3 separate regions of the Macaca mulatta genome follow, and all the other regions are linked to region 3. The links are chromatin contacts, called in public Hi-C maps. All regions are on one chromosome and are shown on one strand. The core of a region is the stretch at or near the end of the contact, and the rest is flanking DNA. Distances in the headings are between cores, read along the strand shown.

Evidence for each region. A called contact is a pair of places that touch in the nucleus more often than the background predicts.
Region 1: a contact with region 3 is called in a Hi-C map of fetal cortex germinal zone, with 5 times the contacts expected there. The contact joins the promoter of RFC5 here to the enhancer-like site in region 3. A contact is called at or near these places in 2 of 14 Hi-C or Micro-C datasets (fetal cortex germinal zone and fetal cortical plate).
Region 2: a contact with region 3 is called in a Hi-C map of fetal cortex germinal zone, with 6 times the contacts expected there. The contact joins two enhancer-like sites. A contact is called at or near these places in 2 of 14 Hi-C or Micro-C datasets (fetal cortex germinal zone and liver).

Annotation. Positions count from the first base shown.
Region 1 is chr11:125,284,972-125,287,671 of T2T-MMU8v2.0, reverse strand. RFC5 (replication factor C subunit 5) reads right to left here and starts at 1,320. Exons shown (of 12, transcript NM_001261662.1): 1 at 1,124-1,320. The coding sequence starts at 1,188.
Region 2 is chr11:125,304,697-125,307,396 of T2T-MMU8v2.0, reverse strand. WSB2 (WD repeat and SOCS box containing 2) reads left to right here. Exons shown (of 9, transcript XM_077955358.1): 6 at 265-437; 7 at 1,464-1,574; 8 at 1,695-1,802; 9 at 2,422-2,700. The coding sequence ends at 2,584. Among named protein-coding and RNA genes, the nearest start is that of RFC5, 20 kb to the right of the region's middle. Within about 2 kb of position 1,361, at least 14 of the 40 cell types and tissues checked have an H3K27ac peak or open chromatin away from gene starts, as enhancers often do. A contact at or near this core is called in fetal cortex germinal zone, where this site is marked.
Region 3 is chr11:125,143,939-125,146,638 of T2T-MMU8v2.0, reverse strand. All of the region lies in intron 1 of KSR2 (kinase suppressor of ras 2), which reads left to right. Among named protein-coding and RNA genes, the nearest start is that of KSR2, 93 kb to the left of the region's middle. Within about 2 kb of position 1,403, at least 13 of the 40 cell types and tissues checked have an H3K27ac peak or open chromatin away from gene starts, as enhancers often do. A contact at or near this core is called in fetal cortex germinal zone and fetal cortical plate, where this site is marked.

The DNA of each region.
Region 1 (2,700 bases), core at 71-2,570, 140 kb before region 3:
TGCACTCCAGCCTGGGCGACAGAGCAAGACCCTGTCTCTAAAAAAAAAATATGTAAATACATGAAATAGTTACAACTGTCAATCTTCTGGGTTTTTTTAACCACAATAAAAACAAATTGGCCGGCCACGGTGGCTCAAGCCTGTAATCCCAGCACTTTGGGAGGCCGAGGCAGGTGGATCACGAGGTCTGGAGTTCAAGACCAGCCTGGACAATACGGTGAAACCTCGTCTCTACTAAAAATACAAAAATTAGCCGGGCGTGGTGGCAGGCTTCTGTAATCCCAGCTACTCAGGAGGCTGAGGTAGGGAACTGCTTGAATCCAGGAGGCGGAGGTTGCAGGGAGCTGAGATCGCGCCACTGCACTCCAGCAACAGAGGGAGACTCCGTCTCAAAAAAACAAATTTTTTTAAACTAGTTACTAGACAATGACAACTTGGAGCTTTTCGAAGCCAAGCCAAATTGCTTCAAAGTCTTGAAAGCATTGCTAGAACACAGTTGTTGAAGTAGGATGGTTAAGAGTACAAGCTCTGAATTCAGACTTCCTAGATTCACCTCCAAGCCAATTTTTTAGCCTTGGACCATAGGGAAGTCATTTAACCCTTCTAAAATGCAGTTTCCTCCTGTGTAAAATTTGAAGCGGTGCCTACCTCTTACGGTCTTTGTAAGGATCGAACATCTAACAGGGCGTCTGCTAATCTAATAATATGCCATCCAATAAAAGTTGACCAGGGAGCCTTATTACTAATTTAAAATGTGACCAGTAGTCGCATCGCAGGTTTTGAAGAGTGGGAAGAGGGCACTTTGGCATGGAGGCCATTGCAGGTGTCAGGAGACACGGAATCGAACCCCTGTGCTGTCACCAGGTGCGAAAGCCGACTTCTTCTTCGGCAAATGGAGCTGGGCGTCAAAGGGTGACAGCTGGCAAAAGTCCTAAACAGACGGACGAGTCTGGGGAGCTGGGGGGTGTCGGAGAAAACCTTTGCGGCTCGGTCCCGGCTGCAGGCCCGGGGGAGACGGGAAGAGGTCGGGTTGGGGTCCGATCACCTGCCCACTCCAGCCACCTCCTCCCCGCGCGGCTGCCCGGCCCCCTCTGCCCACAGCCGCCGCTCGGCCTCTTCCTACCAGGGCAGGTTCCTGATCTTGGCCGCCGCGGGCAGCTCCTGCTGCTTGAGCGCTGAGGTCTCCATGGCGGGGAGACGAAGGTGACCAGATCAGCTGAGATCGTCGCGTCACCCAAGCCCCTGTCCAGTGACCAGCCGCGACCCGGCCCTGAGTTCGACCCTGGCACTTAGAGTTCGCGCGCAAAAGCAACTCTCGCGAGCCGTAGCCACCAGTTTCCGACTTCCTCCCTCGGTCCCGCCCCCTCGCGTTGCTAGGGCGCCGGTTGCTAGGTTACCGGGAGGCGCGGGCCGCCGGCCTTCCTCCAAGCTCCGCCCCTCCAGCCTGCTCTGAGCTCTTAGATACCCAGGCGCTTTCAGAGCAGGGAAGCGGGAAAGGCAGGGCCCCCTGCAGCCCCAGTCATCATTACATATTAAGATCGCACGGCCAAAGCCAATTCCTCCATCGCCAAGCTTCAAACCCTTACGTTCAAAGGAACAAAAGCTGCCGGGGCTAAAAAAAAAAAAAAAAAAAAAAAGAATCTAAGAAAAAAACAGCCCGGAGTAACACGGTTGGGTCTTGAATACAGACGCCCTTGTGAAAAAAGGCTCGCGATACCTCTCGGCCCCAAAGCTGGGAGGTGAATGTTTGGAAACGAAAACAACCCCAAACAAACACAACTGCAACCTACCTGTCTCCAGAATCCGTGTCCCTCACCCAACAAAATTTGGAGAACCAACCTCCAGAAAACATCTCCAGAGAAAAACAAACAGAAACTTCCAGTTGGGTTAATCTGTGTCGCTGGAAGGATCTAGTTCATGAACACAGAGGACAGGGTCTCTGTGATCTGAGATACTGAGGAGAATCGATATCAACATTTTAGTTTTTTTCCTGAAGCGAGGAGAATTCTAGATCGCTTTTATTTTCTTCTTTTTTATCGGTCTGTATTTTCTTTTCTTTTTTTGGAGTCTCGCTTTGTCACGAAAGCTGGAGTACAGTGGCACCATCTTGACTCACTGCAACCTCTGCCTCCCAGGTTCAAGCGATTCTCTGCCTCAGCCTCCGGAGTAGCTGGGAGTACAGGTGCGTGCCACCACGCCTGGCTAATTTTTGTATTTTTAGTAGAGACGGGATTTCACCATGTTGGACAGGCTGGTTTCGAACTCCTGACCTCAAGTGATCCACCCGTCTCAGCCTCCCAAAGTGCTGGGATTACAGGCGTGAGCCACCATGCCTGGCCTGGTCTGTATTTTCCAGCAATGAGCATGCAAAGCATCCATACTGAAGTCTTTTTTTTTTTTTTTTTTTTTTTTGAGACGGAATCTCGCTCTGTTGCCCAGGCTGGAGTACAGCGGCGATCTCGGCTCACTGCAACCTCTGCCTCCCGGGTTCACACCATTCTCCTGCCTCAGCCTCCCAAGGAGCTGGGACTACAGGTGCCCACCACCATGCACAGCTCATTTTTTGTATTTTTAGTAGAGACGGGTTTTCACCATGTTAGCCAGTATGGTCTTAATCTCCTGACCCTCGTGATCCACCCGCCTCGGCCTCCCAAAGTGCTGGGATTACAGGTGTGAGCCACCGCACCCGGCTTTTTTTTT
Region 2 (2,700 bases), core at 112-2,611, 160 kb before region 3:
CTTCCTAAGGCTGGTCTGGTTTATTCTCTCTTATAGTGAGCTCCTTGAGCATGTCTGTTGGCTTAAATCCTCAAAAATCCAGACCAGTTACCTTATTTAAACCTATACGACAGGTTCTGGAAGAGCTGTAGGAAAGGGATAGAGAATCAACTTGACCTGGCCACAAGGCCTGCAGAAGATTTGGTGGTGGTACCTTTCCCTCCCTCCATTTGAGTCCTAAGCACTTCGCTTCTGCCCTAACCAGGCACTTCTTACTTTCCACAGGTCTTTCTATGGAGCATGAGGTCCTACACGTTAATTCGGAAGCTAGAGGGCCATCAAAGCAGTGTTGTCTCTTGTGACTTCTCCCCCGACTCTGCCCTGCTTGTCACGGCTTCTTACGATACCAATGTGATTATGTGGGACCCCTACACCGGCGAAAGGCTGAGGTCACTCCAGTAAGGACTGAATCCTGCTATGACTTTTTTGTAGGGGGACTGATGAGGAACCTGCCTGGGATTAGACATGTCTCTTTTAGAGTCTGGGACATGGGAGGGGGAAAAGCTGGATAAAAAGGCACAGTGGGTCTCTTTTTCTTTTGAGATGGAGTCTCGCTCTGTCACCCAGGTTGGAGGGCAGTGGCGCAATCTTGGATCACTGCAGCCTCCACATCCCAGGTTCAAGCGATTCTCCTGCCTCAGCCTCCTGAGTAGCTGGGACTACAGGCGTGTGCCACCAGGCCCGGCTAATTTTTGTATTTTTAGTAGAGATGGGGTTTCACCACGTTGGTCAGGCTGGTCTCAAACTCCTGACCTCAGGTGATCCACCGCCTCGTCTCCCAAACTGCTGGAATTACAGGCATGAGCCACTGCGCCTGGACTGGTTCATTGCTTCTTAGTGATGCCTTGTCAGTTAAGCCCTCTCAAGTAGCTTTGAGTGTCTTCCCGTCTCCCGATTCAGGCGGCTGCATGTACTTCTTTGGAATCAGCATTATGAAGCCTCAATATGACTCTTTATTTCCATTTACTAATAACTGTAGTAACAAGTTCAGAAAGAGCCTCTTATCGAAACTGTGCTTTCCAAAATGAGTTTCATGTTCTCATAAACTTGGTCTCCTTTTTCCTTTTGTGTCTGTTGTTTTATGAAGCAAATAATAGGCAGTCCTATAATTATCATGTATCTTAGCCTAAAAAAGACTTGCAGTTTCTACTGTGGCATTAAAGTGAGGGCTGACCTACTTTGCATAAGCCAATTAGCACAAGGAAGTGTTAGTAACCCTTCAGTCCCTCCACAGGACACCTGGAGCCTTCTGAGATATCCTTTTTTTCCCAGTGTGCAAATCCCAAGCTTTTCCACGAGGGGCACACAAGTGCATGTTGAGTCCTTTTATAGCCACGGCAGTTTGGCTTCCTGCCTGGGGTGACGATGGAGGGTGGAGAGCAGCCATCACTCCAGGCCTGCCATCCTGTTTCTTTCCTTCTCAGCCACACCCAGGTTGACCCCGCCATGGATGACAGTGATGTCCACATTAGCTCACTGAGATCTGTGTGCTTCTCTCCAGAAGGCTTGTACCTTGCCACGGTGGCAGATGACAGGTAACAAATAGAACTCTCTTTACGTGACCTCAGAACAAGTGCTTGCAAGTAATGGCAGCAAGGCCCTCCTGGTCTTGCCCTGGGTCAGCTAATGTGTGGATGTTCTCTCTCCCCATCCAGACTCCTCAGGATCTGGGCCCTGGAACTGAAAACTCCCATAGCATTTGCTCCTATGACCAATGGTCTTTGCTGCACATTTTTTCCACATGGTGGAGTCATTGCCACAGGGTATGTATTTGTTAGCTGAACAGATGGGTGGTGGTTTCTGCTGAGTATACCATGGAGCTTTTTAAGGAAAGAAACCATCTAGAATTTTCTTGCCTATGAGGAAACCTTTAAGGCAATTCAAGATTATATAAAACTCAAATGATCGATTTTGCTAATACAGTGTACCATTTTCTCTGAATATTTAACCTAAATGTAATTAAAGACCTGTAAGTCATGCCACCTAATGGGCCAAGTTCACAAGGGAGAATAAAATTGAGATGATGCATAATATATGGGAAACTATTTAGGGCTAAAAGACCACTTTACAGGTAACATCTATAATTCAGTAGGTGGCACTCTTCCTCCTATTACTTTAGAACTGACTGTGGTCAGATTTAGAAAGGGCTGTGCGGAGAGAGAGCACTTTGGTATCAAAGGTGTCTTGAGTTTTTCTAATCCTATCAGCAGCCTTAATTATTCAGCACCACAACTTTTACATCCATTTCCACGGTCAGGGTTACATTTCACTCTCTGAAGACTCCGCTCTTTCCAGTCAAAACAGAAACTTGAGTATCCATCCTCATGAAAACATGAACATCCAAGCTCTGTCTTAACACAGCATCGGTTTGTTTCATTTCAGGACAAGAGATGGCCACGTCCAGTTCTGGACAGCTCCTCGGGTGCTGTCCTCACTGAAGCACTTATGCCGGAAAGCCCTTCGAAGTTTCCTAACAACTTACCAAGTCCTAGCACTGCCAATCCCCAAGAAAATGAAAGAGTTCCTCACATACAGGACTTTTTAAGCAACGCCACATCTTGTGTTTCTTTGTAGCAGGGTAGATCGTCCTGTTAAAGGGAGGTGCTGGAATAATGGGCCAAACATCTGGTCTTGGATTCAAATAGCATTTCTTCGGGATTG
Region 3 (2,700 bases), core at 154-2,653:
TTAGCCCTTAGGGTGCGTATGACAGATAATATTCATAAAGCACTTAGCACATAGTAAGTGCTCAATAAGACTTAGCTATGTTTGTGATTATGAATATATTGTATAATAATTCATCAGTAACAGCATTATTAACACAAAGCAGTAGGCACAGGGCTAGCATATAAAAACAATCAACAAATGTCAGTTTTATTATTATAAATATATAATACAGGTTGAGCATCCCTAATCCAAAATTTAAAATCTAAAATGTTCTGTAATTGGAAACTTTTTTTTGAGATGGAGTCTTGCTCTGTCGCCCAGGCTGGAGTACAGTGGTATGATCTTGGCTCACTCCAACCTCCCCCTCCCGAGCTCAAGCCATTCTCCTGCCTCAGTGTCCCAAGTAGCTGGGATTACAGGCACCCACCACCATGCTCCGCTAATTTTTGTATTTTTAGTAGAGACGGGGTTTCACCATGTTGACCAGGCTGGTCTTGAACTCCTGACCTCAAGTGATCCACCTGTCTTGGCCTCCCAATAATCGGAAACTTTTGAGCACTGGCATGACATCACAAGTGGAAAATTCCACACATAAATCTTAACACTAACTCTGTAATGCAACACATTAAAAATATTGTACAAAATTACTTCCAGGCTATGTGTATAAGGTATATATGAAACATAATTGAATTTTGTGTTTAAATTTGGGTACCATCCCCAAGATATCTCATGATGTATAATGCAAAGATTTCAAAACCTGAAAAAAATCTAAAATCTGAAACATGTCTGCTCCCAAGTGTTTCGGATAAGGGATACTCAACCTGTATATGTTGCATAATATAAATATTGTTATATTTCAAATTATATTATGTATTACATATGAATTATCATGTGTGGGGGATGTATGCCTACACCTATGATGACATCAGACAATATACATGTAGAGTATAAATATTGACATAATGTATTATTGTGTAAATGTTAAAATTATAAGTATCGTGTAAGGAAGTTATTACTACTGGACCTGCTGTCTAGTAAGTGCTCATTAAATATATTAACCCTTTTTTTCTATTGTTTGTAATATTCACTAGCAGTAATAACATAGAGAAAAGGAAAAACCATCAGCAATAGTGAGGCAGCGGACAGGGGGCTCTTCCTTCCTGCAGAGGCAGCTGCCTGTGTTCCAGCATTCACAGGGGACTGCCCCAGACTGTTGGGTTCCTCTGCCTGGCCTAGGGATCTGGTTCTCACTGGGATCCAGAGCTGGGGAGAGAAGGAAGGGCGCCTCTCCCAGGCCTCCAGCCCTCCCTCAGCAGGGGATTTTCCTGTGGATGCAAATTGGCCGGTTACTTGAGACGTTCTCCAGTCAAATAATTCTCTCCCTCGTCAGCTGGGCCGCTAAGCGCCAGGGATGTTATGACAATGGTCGCCCTGGCAACGGCGGGAAGGCGTCGGGGCTGCCGGCTGTGGCTGCCGCGATTTCATTACCCGCATGGGGTCTGATCACCCGAGAACCTTAATAACACAACCAGGGACCCGGTCCTGCAGGTGCTCTGTGCCCGCTTGAAAAGGACTTGGGATTCATTTTTAGTGGCCTGGTGTTTAACCACCAAGGATGTTGGTTTATTGAAAGACCAAGGAAAATGTATTGAGCACCGACTGTATGCCAGGCACAGATCTGAACGCTGGGGAAAAGACAGGCAAAGCCCGTGCTCTCTTGAGCTGACATGATGGGTGTGTGGTGGTGGTGGTGGTGGGGGGGGGTGCGTAACCATGGAAACCAATAAACAGGATGATTTGTGAGATAGCGAAGTGCCACCAAGGAAAGAAAGCAGGGCGGCGTGACGGTGGCATTGAGGGGGGCTCGGGCAGAGGTGACACCTGAAGAAACGGAAAGGGTCGTTTATGCCTAAAGCTGACAGAAGAGCTCCGGACGGTGGGACAAGCAAGTTCAAAGGCTGGAACTCTTTGCTGCTCATCTGTACCTTTAGGGAGAAGGTAGCGATTATGGGGTGCTGATGGGCAGTCCTGAGGGACACAGAGGGCTCTGGAGCCTGCCTCTTTATGTGTGTGACCATAAGGCCAGCCCTGTCCCATTCCTGAGCCGCAGTTTTCTCGTGTGTAAAATGGGCTGAGAGCTAAGCCCCTTCCCTTGGCGCTGCTGCGAGGTCTACACCAGGGATGGTTCTTGCAAGGGCCCGGTCCGTAGAAGGCCCCCACGGTGTCCTGCATTCCCTCCCAGCTTTCATGGACTCCGCTTTTGTTTTATATATATGTAAAAAAAATAGCACCTAAAGGGTGAGGATCTGGGGCTCTGTCAAACCCAACGGCCAGTACGTTCCCGGAGGTCTCCAGGTTTGATCTGGGTTTAGATTTGGAGTGAAAAGTTCCCCGTTTCACATTAGGGATTTCAGACACGATTATTTTTAGCTCTGTCACATGGCTTGACTTTTTGATTTTGTGTGTGTGTGTGTATGTGTGTGTGTGTGTGTGTTTATGCTGCTAAATTTACCGCCATGCTAATACAGAGTACAGTAATAAGGCGCTGCGGACGCTCCGATGGGCCAAGGCCTGAAAAATTTTCCATCTGTCGTGGAAGGTGCCAGGCTGCCCCCTGGTGTGGAGATGGAAAATTACACCTTCGGGCTCCAGCTCTGTCGGATTTCCGCAACCTGTGATCCCTCTAACCCCAGGCCCAGGGAACCTTAGCCTACACCTGGG